Regions from separate parts of the Pan troglodytes genome. Here region 2 is linked to region 1. The links are chromatin contacts, called in public Hi-C maps. All regions are on one chromosome and are shown on one strand. Each heading gives the region's core, a stretch centred on a gene start, on an enhancer-like site or on the middle of the called end of the contact. The rest is flanking DNA. Distances are from core to core; before and after follow the strand shown. Region 1 overlaps MCF2L (MCF.2 cell line derived transforming sequence like). Region 2 overlaps CUL4A (cullin 4A).

What was found. Hi-C and Micro-C count contacts between places; a contact is called where the count stands out from the background.
Region 2: a Hi-C map of stem cell-derived neural progenitor cells shows a contact between it and region 1, with 4 times the contacts expected there. The contact joins two enhancer-like sites. A contact is called at or near these places in 1 of 7 Hi-C or Micro-C datasets (stem cell-derived neural progenitor cells) and 1 of 1 datasets of contacts at active chromatin or transcription factors (stem cell-derived excitatory neurons).

The regions. Positions count from the first base shown.
Region 1 is chr14:118,565,315-118,571,945 of NHGRI_mPanTro3-v2.0_pri, forward strand. The region is part of intron 2 of MCF2L (MCF.2 cell line derived transforming sequence like); the gene reads left to right. Among named protein-coding and RNA genes, the nearest start is that of MCF2L, 55 kb to the left of the region's middle. Within about 2 kb of position 4,222, at least 12 of the 24 cell types and tissues checked have an H3K27ac peak or open chromatin away from gene starts, as enhancers often do. A contact at or near this core is called in stem cell-derived neural progenitor cells, where this site is marked.
Region 2 is chr14:118,847,014-118,853,644 of NHGRI_mPanTro3-v2.0_pri, forward strand. It overlaps CUL4A (cullin 4A), which reads left to right. Exons shown (of 20, transcript XM_003314218.6): 3 at 5,519-5,622. The coding sequence starts at 5,555. Among named protein-coding and RNA genes, the nearest start is that of CUL4A, 9.7 kb to the left of the region's middle. Within about 2 kb of position 3,443, at least 7 of the 24 cell types and tissues checked have an H3K27ac peak or open chromatin away from gene starts, as enhancers often do. A contact at or near this core is called in stem cell-derived neural progenitor cells, where this site is marked.

The sequences.
Region 1 (6,631 bases), core at 2,972-5,471:
ATGGAGTTTTCTGAAATTGCAAAACCTCTGGATAAAGTTCCTAAAACCATGGTCCACTGTGGGCGGCAAGCCACCCAGGTGCCGAGGCAAGAGACCGAGGGCACGAGCTGTTCCAGTATAATAAAATATATAAAATAAGAATAGTTATACTAGATATCGATCTTAGATGTGATTATATATTAATATCAATCATTAGTTTGTAGCAATTACTCTTTATTCCAATATTATAATAATCCTTGCTCTACAATCATAACCTAGGAAAAACCAGGCCATACAGAGATAGGAACTGAGGGGACATAGTGAGAAGTGATCAGAAGACAAGAGTGCGAGCTTTCTATTATGCACAGACAGGGCCACCAGAGGGCTCTTTGGTCTAGCGGTAACGCCAGCATCTGGGAAGACGCCCATTGCCAAGCAGACCGTGGTCTAGCGGTAGCGTCAGTGTCAAGGAAAAACACCCACTACTTAGCAGACCGGGAAAGGGAGTCTCCTTTTCCCTGGGGGGATTTTAGAGAAGACTCTACTCCTCCACCTCTTGTGGAGGGTCTGTCAGGCCCACCTGCAGTTATCTGGAGGCCTAATCGTCTCCCTGTGATGCTGTGCTTCAGTGGTCACGCTTCATGTTCCATCCTGTACACCTGGCTTTCCCTTTTAGATAGCAGTAGCAAATTAGTGAAAGTACTAAAAGTCTCTGATAAGCAGAAATAATGGCGTAAGCTGTCTCTCTCTCTCCTCTCTCTCTCTCTGCCTCGGCCGCCAGGCAGGGAAGGGCCCCCTGTCCAGTAGACACGTGACCCACATGACCTTACCTATCATTGGAGATGGCTCACACTCCTTACCCTGTCCCTTTGTCTTGTATCCAATAAATATCAGTGCAGCCTGGCATTCGGGGCCACTACCAGTCTCCGTGTCTTGGTGGTAGTGGTCCCCCAGGCCCAGCTGTCTTTTCTTTTATCTCTTTGTCTTGTGTCTTTATGTCTACACTCTCTCGTCTCCACACACGGGGAGAAAACCCACTGACCCTGTGGGGCTGGACCCTACAGTCCACCTGTTTGATTTACACAATAATTTATTCTAAGAAAATCTAGTCTAGTTTTAAATTAGTAAAAAAAACTCTGTCTAGTTACGTGTAAAATGAAGTGAATGAGTTCAGATGCAGGTAACCAAGTTTTGCCTGCAGGAATGTGCAGGGGGTGCAGGCAGGGACATCTCTTGATGTGGTTCTGCTCCCCTATTGTGGGTGACTTAACATTCTCTCCACCCACCTGGTAGGCGTGGCCATGTCCTACTAAGTCCTTCTCCGCACCATCCCCACATGCCAGCAGAGGGTGCTGTTGGGCAGGAAAGGTGGGACAGCACCCTCGTGAGCTGCTGTTCTATTTTTCCTTCTATTTAGGATTGACATGTGTCCAAAGGATATGGTGTGTGAAGATAATGGGGACATTTTGGAATGCCATTTGGAAGAAATGGAAATGCAGAGCCAGGAAGACGCTCAGAGAGGCCTGAGAGATTTCTAGCAAAAACCTGGTAAACTTTGAGGTGAAGGCTGTCAGAAATAGCTGCAAGGAGCATCCAGCCTAGGGCTCAGCAGATGTGACTTAAAGGATCGCAGGTGACCGCCCTCAGTGGACTTGTGTCCTCACCATGTTTCTCACTGGCTTCTGGCTGGTTTGCAGGGAAAGTCTATGAGGGGAATTCATTCAAAAAGCCCCACTGTCATTGTCCACGAGGTGCTGGTGGATATGTGCAGATTGTCTGGTCCAGCATTCACTTTACTTTTAATAACAGCTTCATTTAGGCATAGCTCACACCGTAACAATCCACCATACAGTGTGTACAATTGAGTGGTTTGGGCATATTCACAGAGTTGCACAGTGATCTCCACTATCTAATTTTAGAATATTTTCATCACCCCAAAAGCAAACACACCGATTAGCAGTTGCTCCCCATCCCCCCTTCTCTTCAATCCCTTGTAACCACGAATCTACTTTCTGTTGCTATGGTCGCCCATCCTGGACATGTCATGTAAATGGGATCATATGACTTGTGGCCTTTTGTGTCTGGCTGCCTTCCCTCAGCAGTTTTCAAGGTTCACCCATGTTGTAGCATGGATCAGAACCTCCCTCCTTCCTATGGCTGCCTAATAGTCCCTTGTCTGGATAGAGCACACTTCATCCGTTCATCAGATGGTGGACATTTGGGATGTTTCTGCTGTTGGCCATTGTGAATAGTGCTGCTGTGAGCATTCATGTACAAGTTTTAATGTGGATGTAAGTTGTTTTTATTTCTTTTAAGGATATAGGTAAGAGTGGAATCGCCTGGTCGTACGGTAACTGTATGTTATTATTATTTTTTTTTTTCAGTCTCGCTCTGTCACCCAGGCTGGAGTGCAGTGGTGCGATATCGGCTCACTGCAACCTCCACCTCCCAGGCTTAAGCAATTCTCCTGCCTCAGCCTCCCAAGTAGCTGGGACTACAGGTGCGCAGCACCAGATCCGGCTACTTTTTTGTATTTTTAGTAGAGAAAGGGTTTCACCATGTGCCTAGGCTGGTCTCAAACACCTGGACTCAAGCGATCCTCCAGCCTCGACCTCCCAAAGTGCTGGGATTATGGGCATGAGCCACCGCGCCCGGCCTTTGTTTAATTCTGTAAGGAACTGACAGACTGTCTTTCACAGCGGCTGCACTGTTCTGTGTTCCCAGCAGGCATGTGGGAGGGTTCTGATTTCTCCACATCCTCCCCAACAGCTGTTCTTATCTGTCTTTTCTGTCTTTTTTTATTCTAGCCGTCCCAGTGCAGGTGAAGCGTATATCATTGTGGTTTTAATTTACATTTCCCTTACAACTAATGATGTTGACCATCTTTTCATATGCTTATTGGCCATTTTATCTTTAAGGGTTTACTCACACGTGAATACGGTTGTCTTTTTACTGTTGAGTTGTGGGAGTTCTTAATGTGTTTTGGAGGCAAATCGCTTATTAGATACAAATTTGCAAACATTCTCCCAATTGTGTAGGTTGTATTCACTTTCTTGATGGTGTTTTATAAAACATAAAAGTTTTACATTGTGATGAAGTTTAATTGGTCTATTTTTTGTTGTTGTTGTTAGTTGTGCTTTTTGTGTGCTAAGAAGCCACCACCTAATCTAAGACTACAAGGACGTTCTCCTGTGTCTCCTCCAAGGGTTTCTGTGGTGCTCCCTCGGGCTCATAGGGGCCCGCGGTTCCTTCTGAGTTTCCTGAGGGCCGGGGCGGCTCAGGAGTGGGGGCGCAGCGCGTCCGCCCCTTTGGTCCCTGCCGGCGCTGCCAGGACAGACGAGCTGGAGGAGGAATATGTATTTAGGGCTCATCGGATCTTCTATGGGGCAAAATCGTTTGCTTGTTCTACTATTCAAGCACAATGTTTGGAGCCCTCGGCTAGGTCAGGACAAGGACACTGCGCGCCTTGCTTCGCGGGCCTCGCGCGCGGCCTTCGTGCGTCTCGGGCTGCTCCGGTGCTCGCCGCCGCCTGCGTGGGCCCTGGGCTTTCGCACCGCGGGAGGCCTCGCCTCCTTGAGCAGCCTGAGTTCAGGTGGGGCGGCCACGCCTGTGCCCGCGGCGCGGGTGCTGAGTCCCGACGCTGTGCGCCGCACTCCCGAGGCTGTGGTTGGGGGGTCGCGGTCGAGCTCTAGGGCCCCCGGCCGCAGAGCCCAGGCGCGGGGAGGGCGGCGGCTCCCAGCTCCCGGTTCCCGGCTCCGCGCCGCAGGCGTGAACGCCCAGCAGGCCCAACGGAGGGCGCCGGCGCCCGGGAGAGGCGCCGCCTTGGTTGCAGGGGCCGGGGCGCGGCGGCCCGGGCTTTGAGAGACGGGCCGCTCTTCCCGGCGCGGTGCCTTCCAGGGAGCCTGCGCCTGCAACACCGCAGCCAGAGCCGACACTCCGCGCCTTTCAAGGAGGAGGCCCCGTGCAGGCGCCCAGGGCCTGGGGTCGGGGGCTTGGGGGCAGAGGACGCGCGGGGGGCGGGACCCTGCCGGCCAGTCCCTTACCCGGGGACAGACGGGGAAGGCGGGAGCGCTCGCAGTTCCCTCCGGAGGGACCACACCGCCGGGGGCCCGAGCAGCCTGCGGTGGCTCGGCTCGGGCCGGCGGAGATCTGGGAGCACTTTCTGGAAGCCTCCACAGGCTTCAGGCGGACAGGAAGGACCTGGCGGGAGGCGTAGTAGGCGGGGTGAGGGGATCTCGGTGGCAGCGGGGACAGCGCGGCCCCGAGAACTGAGAACTGAGAGGGAGACGCTCTCGGGCCTCTCAGACCAGCATTGAGGAGCTGAGCCCTGCGGGCCAGGGGCGCAGAGAGGGTCCCGGGCGGTGAGGGGAGGGTCCCGGGCCGTGAGGGGAGGGTCCCGGGCCGTGAGGGGAGGGTCCCGGGCCGTGAGGGGAGGGTCCCGGGGGATGAGGGGAGGGTCCCGGGCCGTGAGGGGAGGGTCCCGGGCCGTGAGGGGAGTCCCGGGCTGTGAGGGGAGGGTCCCGACAGGGGGGTGGGTCCCGGGCCATGAAGGGAGGGTCCCGGGTGAGGGGAGGGTCCCGGGCCGTGAAGGGAGGGTCCCGGGTGAGGGGAGGGTCCCGGGCCATGAAGGGAGGGTCCCGGGTGAGGGGTGGGTCCCGGGCCATGAAGGGAGGGTCCCGGGTGAAGAGCAAGCTCATGACCCTCATTTACTGGGAATCCATTGCTCTGGCCCCGTCATGAGTGGGGTTCGCAGACTGGGCCAATCCGTACAGCGTATGTGTGCTCTGGTGTCTGGGGGCAGCACAGACGTTGTTACGGCTCCATCTGGCCTGGGTGAACACCTGGGTCTGTCTGTGGAGTTGGGGGATGCCGCCTGCTCAAGGGTCGCGTTCCTAGTATGCGTTCCAGAAAGGCTAGGCACCACCAGTGCTAAGCCGCAGAAGAGCTGTCAATCTGTCAGTCCTGTCCCGCTAAACCTGAACTTCTTTTTTTTTTTTTTTTTGAGACGGAGTCTCACTCTGTCGCCCAGGCTGGAGTGCAGTGGCGCAACCTCGGCTCACGGCTAATTTTTTGTATTTTTAGTACAGACGGGGTTTCACTGTGTTAGCCAGGATGGTCTCGATCTCCTGACCTTGTGATCCGCCCGCCTTGGCCTCCCAAAGTGCTGGGATTACAGGCGTGAGCCAACGCGCCCGGCCAAACCTGAACTTCTGAAAGAGCCAGGGAATCAGCCTCTTAGGGAAGGCCCTCCACCCTACTTGCCTGGGCTTTCTCTGCAAGCTCTGTGCAGAAGGGAGCAAGGTCTGCCTGATGCCACCACCGTGGGCCCAGTGTTCATGGTGTCCTAATGGAAGCTTTGAAATCACTTTGTGTTAGTCCTGGCTCTTAAGAAAATCGATGCAATGCCAATTAGGCACCACTATTTTTTTTGTGTTTAAAACATTTGAGGAAGATGATGCAGGGTGGGCCCTGAAGGGAGTGGGGTCCTGCCTGGAGCTGCTGTTTAGGCTCAGTCTTGGTGCTCTATATACATATCTACCATTGCAGTCTCATACAGAAAGTTCCATTGCCTTTTTGATTTTAAAAAGTGTTTATCACACAGGGGAGTTTTAGGGCAGTGCAACTATTCTGCATGATCCATGACATTATGCGCTTCTCAAGACCCAAAACTGCATAACAGGAAACATGAACCCTCAAGTAAACGATATGCTTTAGTTAGTAATGATGTATCAAATTGTAATGTATGGGCCACCAATGCAAGAAGTTATAATAACTGTGGAAGGAAGTGGGGCAGAGGGGGAGTATATGAGGACTCCCTGTACTTTCTGCTCAATTTTTCTGTAAAACCCAAAACTGCTCTAAAATATAAAGTCTATTAATGTTTTTTAAAGTGCTTATTATATAAAGAAATGATTTTGATTCACTATCTTTGGGATCTTTTTTTATGAGATTTGTTTAAAGTAGTGACTGCTTTGCAGTGATGGCACCATTCTTCTGGGATGCCTTTTTGACCTTGAGCAGCAGTTCCTGCCCTGCTGAGCAGGAAGACACAGTGAGTGGGAGACAAGCCTGGATGCTCACATGGCCTCATGCCCTGGTCTGTGAAATGGGATGGCATCTTGCATCATGGCGGTTCTGTCTAGTGGGAGAGTGATAAAGTGTGCCTGGCACAGTCTGTACCTTCAGTAAGTGTGGTTGTCAAAAGCAATAATTGGGTTGGCACTGACATTCATCATAGATGTACAAAAGTAACATGTAGATGGTGAATTGATGAGGAGGGGCCCATGGAGAGATGGGTTTGTGCCGTGTACTTTATTCTTCTAATTTTCTTATTCTCTTTGGGACTGTCCCTGTGGCTTCCATGTGGCTTCAGACAGGTGAGGAGCTGCTGCGTGTTCAGACTGGAAACCTGAGCTCATCAGCACGCAAGCCCGGGCTCTTCTGGGGTATCATGTTTTGAGAATATTTCTCTTTGAAATTTTAAACTCTCTTCCATTTGTATTTGTTGAAATTCTAGAGCTTTTGATAACTCATGCTAAAATTTTTAAATCACTTTTCGCTTTATCATCTTTTTATTTGAAATGTCAAAATTTATGTAGGAAGCATCATTTTGCCACCCTGCCGAAGTATTCTGACTAAAACTATCCAAGAT
Region 2 (6,631 bases), core at 2,193-4,692, 280 kb after region 1:
ACATCTTGTCTGTGTGGCTGTGGAGGTTGCTGTGTGACTATGGAGGTCTCTATGTGACTATGGAGGTCTCGTCCTTTGTGGCTGTGGACGTCTTGTCTATGTGACTGTGGAGGTTGCTGTGTGACTGTGGAGGTTGCATCCTGTGTGACTGTGGAGGTCGCGTCCCGTGTGGCTGTGGAGGTCACTGTGTGACTATGGAGGTCACTATGTGACCATGGAAGTCGCGTTCCGTGTGGCTGTGGAGGTCGCTGTGTGACTATGGAGGTCTCTCTCGTCCGTGTGGCTATGGAGGTCTGTGTGGGAGTATGGAGGTCACATCCCGTGTGGCTGTGGAGGTCGCTGTGTGACTGTGGAGGTTGCTGTGTGACTATGGAGGTCACTATGTGACTATGGAGGTCGCTGTGTGACTGTGGAGGTCTCATCCATGTGGCTGTGGAGGTCTCTGTGACCATGGAGGTCACGTCCCATGTGGCCGTGGAGGTCGCTGTGTGACTATGGAGGTCGCGTCCCATGTGGCTGTGGAGGTCGCTGTGTGACCATGGAGGTTACTGTGTGACTATGGAGGTCGCTGTGTGACTATGGAGGTTGCTGTGTGACTATGGAGGTCTCGTCCATGTGGCCGTGGAGGTCTCTGTGTGACTATGGAGGTCGCATCCCGTGTGGCTGTGGAGGTCGCTGTGTGGCTATGGAGGTCGAGTCCCGTGTGGCTGTAGAGGTCGCTGTGTGACTATGGAGGTCTCGTCCATGTGGCTCTGAAGGTCGCTGTGTGGCTATGGAGGTCGAGTCCCGTGTGGCTGTAGAGGTCGCTGTGTGACTATGGAGGTCTCGTCTGTGTGGCTGTGGAGGTCGCTATGTGACTATGGAGGTTGCTGTGTGACTATGGAGGTCTCGTCCATGTGGCCGTGGAGGTCTCTGTGTGACTATGGAGGTCGCGTCCCATGGTCCCATGTGGCTGTGGAGGTCGTGTGTGACTATGGAGGTCTCGTCCACGTGGCTGTGGAGGTCTTTGTGTGACTATGGAGGTCATGTCCCATGTGGCTGTGGAGGTCTCTGTGTGACTATGGAGGTCGAGTCCCATGTGGCTGTAGAGGTCGCTGTGTGACTATGGAGGTCTCGTCTGTGTGGCTGTGGAGGTCGCTGTGTGACTATGGAGGTCATGTCCCATGTGGCTGTGGAGGTCTCTGTGTGACTATGGGGGTCACGTCCTGTGTGGCTGTGGAGGTCTCTGTGTGAGTATGGAGCTCATGTCCCATGTGACTGTGGAGGTCGCTGTGTGACTATGGAGGTCGCTGTGTGACTGTGGAGGTCTCGTCCATGTGGCTGTGGAGGTCTTTGTGTGACCATGGAGGTCACGTCCCGTGTGACTGTGGAGATCTCTGTGTGACTATGGAGGTCTCGTCCATGTGGCCGTGGAGGTCTCTGTGTGACTATGGAGGTCGCGTCCCGTGTGGCTGTGGAGGTCGCTGTGTGACTATGGAGGTCTCGTCTGTGTGGCTGTGGAGGTCGCTGTGTGACTATGGAGGTCGCGTCCCGTGTGGCTGTGGAGGTCGCTGTGTGACTATGGAGGTCTCGTCTGTGTGGCTGTGGAGGTCGCTGTGTGACTATGGAGGTCATGTCCCATGTGGCTGTGGAGGTCTCTGTATGACTATGGGGGTCACGTCCTGTGTGGCTGTGGAGGTCTCTGTGTGACTATGGAGGTTTCATCCATGTGGCTCTGAAGGTCTCTGTGTGATTATGGGGGTCACGTCCTGTGTGGCTGTGGAGGTCTCTGTGTGATTATGGAGCTCATGTCCCATGTGGCTGTGGAGGTCGCTGTGTGACTATGGAGGTCGCTGTGTGACTGTGGAGGTCTCGTCCATGTGGCTGTGGAGGTCTTTGTGTGACTATGGAGGTCACGTCCGTGTGGCTGTGGAGGTCTCTTTGTGACTATGGAGGTCACATCCCGTGTGACTGTGGAGATCTCTGTGTGACTATGGAGGTTTCATCCATGTGGCTCTGAAGGTCTCTGTGTGACTATGGAGGTTGCGTCCCATGTGGCTGTGGAGGTCGCTGTTTGACTATGGAGGTTTCATCCATGTGGCTCTGAAGGTCTCTGTGTGATTATGGGGGTCACGTCCTGTGTGGCTGTGGAGGTCTCTGTGTGATTATGGAGCTCATGTCCCATGTGGCTGTGGAGGTCGCTGTGTGACTATGGAGGTCGCTGTGTGACTGTGGAGGTCTCGTCCATGTGGCTGTGGAGGTCTTTGTGTGACTATGGAGGTCACGTCCGTGTGGCTGTGGAGGTCTCTTTGTGACTATGGAGGTCACATCCCGTGTGACTGTGGAGATCTCTGTGTGACTATGGAGGTTTCATCCATGTGGCTCTGAAGGTCTCTGTGTGACTATGGAGGTTGCGTCCCATGTGGCTGTGGAGGTCGCTGTTTGACTATGGAGGTCTCGTCCGTGTGGCTCTGGAGGTCGCGTGTGTGACTATGGAGGTCTCGTCCATGTGGCTGTGGCGGTCTCTATGTGACTATGGAGGTCTCGTCTGTGTGGCTATGGAGGTCTTTGGGTGACTATGGTGGTCACGTCCCATGGTCCCATGTGGCTGTGGAGGTCGTGTGTGACTATGGAGGTCTCGTCCACGTGGCTTTGGAGGTCTTCGTGTGACTATGGAGGTCACGTCGCATGTGGCTGTGGAGGTCGCTGTGTGACTATGGAGGTCTCATCTGTGACTATGGAGGTCTCATCTGTGTGGCTGTGGAGGTCTTTGTGTGACTATGGAGGTCACGTCCCATGTGGCTGTGGAGGTCTCTGTATGACTATGGAGGTCATGTCCCACAGCTCCATGGCCTTCCTTGTTCTGTCTTCCACATCTGAGAGCAGGGATTGCCCTTATCCGCAGTGAGCATTTTGTTTAAGTAGCAGTGAGTTCACTCCAGGCAATGCTTTGACACTATAAATAGACGTGTATTTGACATTCACACACGTGTCTGTTGAGCTAATACAGACAATCATTTGACGAACCTGCTAGTTAGGAAGTAGCTGTGATGTGAGAAGAGACAGTGCTGGGTGTAGATATACACCAAGTTTCCTCACTTGGCTGTTGATACAAGGAAAGCATCTTGATACTAATGGGAGTAGAATGCAAATGATACTTCTCTACCTCCGATCATTGGATTACATTCCTTTTCTCTGGGGTGAATCTTTAAAATGCTAATGGCCTGAGTGCACCAACATGAAGCGCACAGTACCATCTGATTAGTTGCTTTATGCATCCAGAGAGGGTATTTCTAAATCTCAAAGTATGATTGAGTGTCAAAAATCCATTTGGGGGAGGGGCAACTCCTGTGTTGTGCTGCTTCTGTAACAGCACAAAAAAGTCTTCCAGTATGTTCCTGCCAGCAAGGAGTTGGCAGGGCGGGGAGAAACAAAGGCTGTCGCCTTTCCAGTGATGAGTGCCTGTAATATGAAGCCGGGAGTCCTGACTCAGCACCTACAGCAAACCTGGGTTACCCAGGGCTTGCCATTTGTTTTGAGAGGTTCTTAAATTCTTCATTTTAAAAACAAAGTAAATTGCAGTATGACTCATATGAATAGTAAATGTGCACCAAATAGGACACATAGGAGGCAGAGTGGGTTATAAAATATTTAGTCATTTGCCACAACCAGGAAAAGATGGTTTTAAGGATATTGGTTCTTGGTCTAGGAATTAAAACATCCAGAAAATGGTCCTAAGTTACTGTTGATTTTTGCTGAAGAAAATACATTTTCTTCATGTGTTATATAAAAAACTTACTTTGTAATAATTATGTTTGTGGGATTCACTAATGTTTAACTACTGGAGCAAAACCTTTGTCGTAAAGTTCTCTTGGTTGTTTGAGGAGACAAAAGGATGGCAGATCTTTGACCAAATTATGAAGATATGGAATTCAAAGGGATGGAATTGAAGAGTTTGAGAAAGGAGTTAAAGTAAATACAGAATGTGGGTAGGAATTCCCTGTTTCTATAGTAAGACAAAATGTAGGGGGAAAGTTTGTATTTCTTTGTTATTATGCTGATAATAAGCTTGCTAGAAAACAGAATTATAATTATTCCACATCCTCTTTTGATCTTTGTAAATATGCATGTATTTTATATGGTAGTAATCACTGTATGTATTTAACTTTGGTTAATATGTAGCAGCTCTCCGATATTTAGTATTGGAATTATTAATACTTGTAAGTATTAGTAAAATGAATAGCTTTATAACTTTAATTTACCTTTTTTCCTAGGGGTATATTGTGTCCTAATTAAATTCAGATTATTTATCTAAAGTGTTTTTATTCTGTATATCCCCACATTTTTCGAACCCCACATTGGTTCAAAACTTGTTAGAAAAACCATATTTCTGTTTATAATATTTCATATTGGAATTGAATGAGTTTAAGTTTTTGTACCTAAGATTGGAAAGGAAATTTTATTAGAACTGGTAAGAATGTACAAGCATTGTTTCTTTGAGGTGGGTAAAAATATTGTGAGAAAAAATTTTCTGCTTCAAAAAATGGTGTCAACTGGGCACGGTGGCTCATGCCTGTAATCCCAGCACTGTGGGAGGCCGAGGCGGAAAAATCACCTGAGGTCAGGCGTTTGAGACCGGCCTGGCCAACATGGCGAAACCCCTCCTCTACTGAAAATACAAAAATTAACCTGTGCGTGGTGGCAGGCGCCTATAATCCCAGCTACTCGGGAGGCTGAGGCAGGAGAATCGCTTGAACCCGGGAGGTGGAGGTTGCAGTGAGCCAAGATCCTGCCATTGCACTCCAGCCTGGGTGACAGAGCAAGACTCCAACTCAAAAAAAAAAAGATTTCTTCTTGTATTAGGGATGTTCACAGAATAAAAAAGAAAGTTTATTAATTAAACAAACTGAAGTGAATTACACATCTAGCCTGCAGAAAAATAAATAGGAAACAATACAGTCTGGCCTGTGTCACCCAGAAAAAGCTCAGTTTGGACTGAATCACTGCCCTGGGGAGTGTGAGGGGAAGGCCCAGCCTGTTCTCCTTCCTGATGGGAAGGTGGTCACTGAGGGAAAAGATTTTCTTGGTTCTCTAGCCCTGATTTCACTTTGTAATCATCAAGGTGAACTTAAACACAAACACACTCCAGTGACCCCCACCTCAGACTGAGGAATCGGAGCACCCGGAAACAGGCCTGTGAGGATCAAACCTGTTGAGAAGTCCCAAGTGAGTGGGCACCATAGATGCTCAGGAGTGGTGCAGGCCAGCTGCCTGGGACCGGAGGTCCAGCAGGTGCAATGTGCCCACATTAACTGTTGTTACCTCTACCCCCATGCCAGCTATGACTGGACTGCAGTGTTCCAACGAGAAGTGCCCTAAACTTAGCCATAATAAATAATTTATTTGTAGATTCCTGAAGTACTGGGGTAGGGTGTGGGGTGCCTTTTTCTTATGATTACAGCTATGTTAACAGTAGGGTTTTTTTATGAACCAATCTGTTGTTCATACTGAAGAATTGATGTAGCCCTTTTGTTTGCAGGCTGTGGAAAATCTCTGTTCTCACAAAGTCTCCCCAATGCTCTACAAGCAACTGCGTCAGGCCTGTGAAGACCACGTCCAGGCACAGATCCTTCCGTTTAGAGAATATCCTTTTTTTGGTTCATAAAGTTTCTATTCATTATCTAAGTCTTTTAAAACTGAACATTATTATGATAAAGAACTAATGAGTATCCTTAATATTAAAACAACAGCTTTTAAAGTTCTCTTTTATTTGATAGGTTTGTAAGCGAAATTTACCATTTAAATTATTTTGCTGATTTGAATTAAAGGGAAACCGTGTTCATTTATTGGGTATGGTTGAAGTATTTAGGAAATGTTCTGAAAAATGTCTTCAAGTTTGAGTATCCTTTATTCTAATAAACACCATCTGCATTGGCTTTCTGTGATAGGCAACAAAGTCCCATCGACTTGGCGACTTATGGAGACACCCACTTATCAGCTCACAGTTGTGTCTGTCAGGAGGCCAGGCAGGATTCAGTGGATTCTATGCTCAGTCTCACGGGCAGAGTCAAGGTGTCAGCCAGGTTGGGGCCTCACCTGAGGTCTTTGCTAGCACGGGCAGGCAGTCGGCGGAAGCCAGTTCCTGTGGTAGTGGGACTGAGGGCCCTGCCTTCTGTCCCGTGTTGCTTGGTGTCACTCTCAGCTCCACATGCACAGGTCCTTGCCTCTCCTCTCACAGCACGACTCTTTTCTGCTTCTAGACCAGCAGGAGAATCTGCCTGTCTGACCTGCTGAGATAGGGCCTTATATGATGTAACCCGTAACCCAGTCAAGGAATGATGACCTTCGTATTCACAGCCTCGTTCACAGTTGGATGTGAGGCATCCTCCACGTGGGGACAGGGCAGGAGCATCTCAGAATTCTGCTGCCACACCAGCTGTGACTCAGACGTCTACAGGGGAGTCTCTGGGCTCCTTGGCATCCTATAGAAAATCCTTTAATCTGGACTCAATCTCATTTCCCAGCCTCCTCCCAGTACTGTAGCTGTCCATGTGTCTCATTGGGTAGGAATTAGAAAGTAGAGTTTATAATTGCAGAAAATCTACTTGTGGCTGTACTTTTCTAGGCCTCCGTTTCTTCATGTGTAAAATTA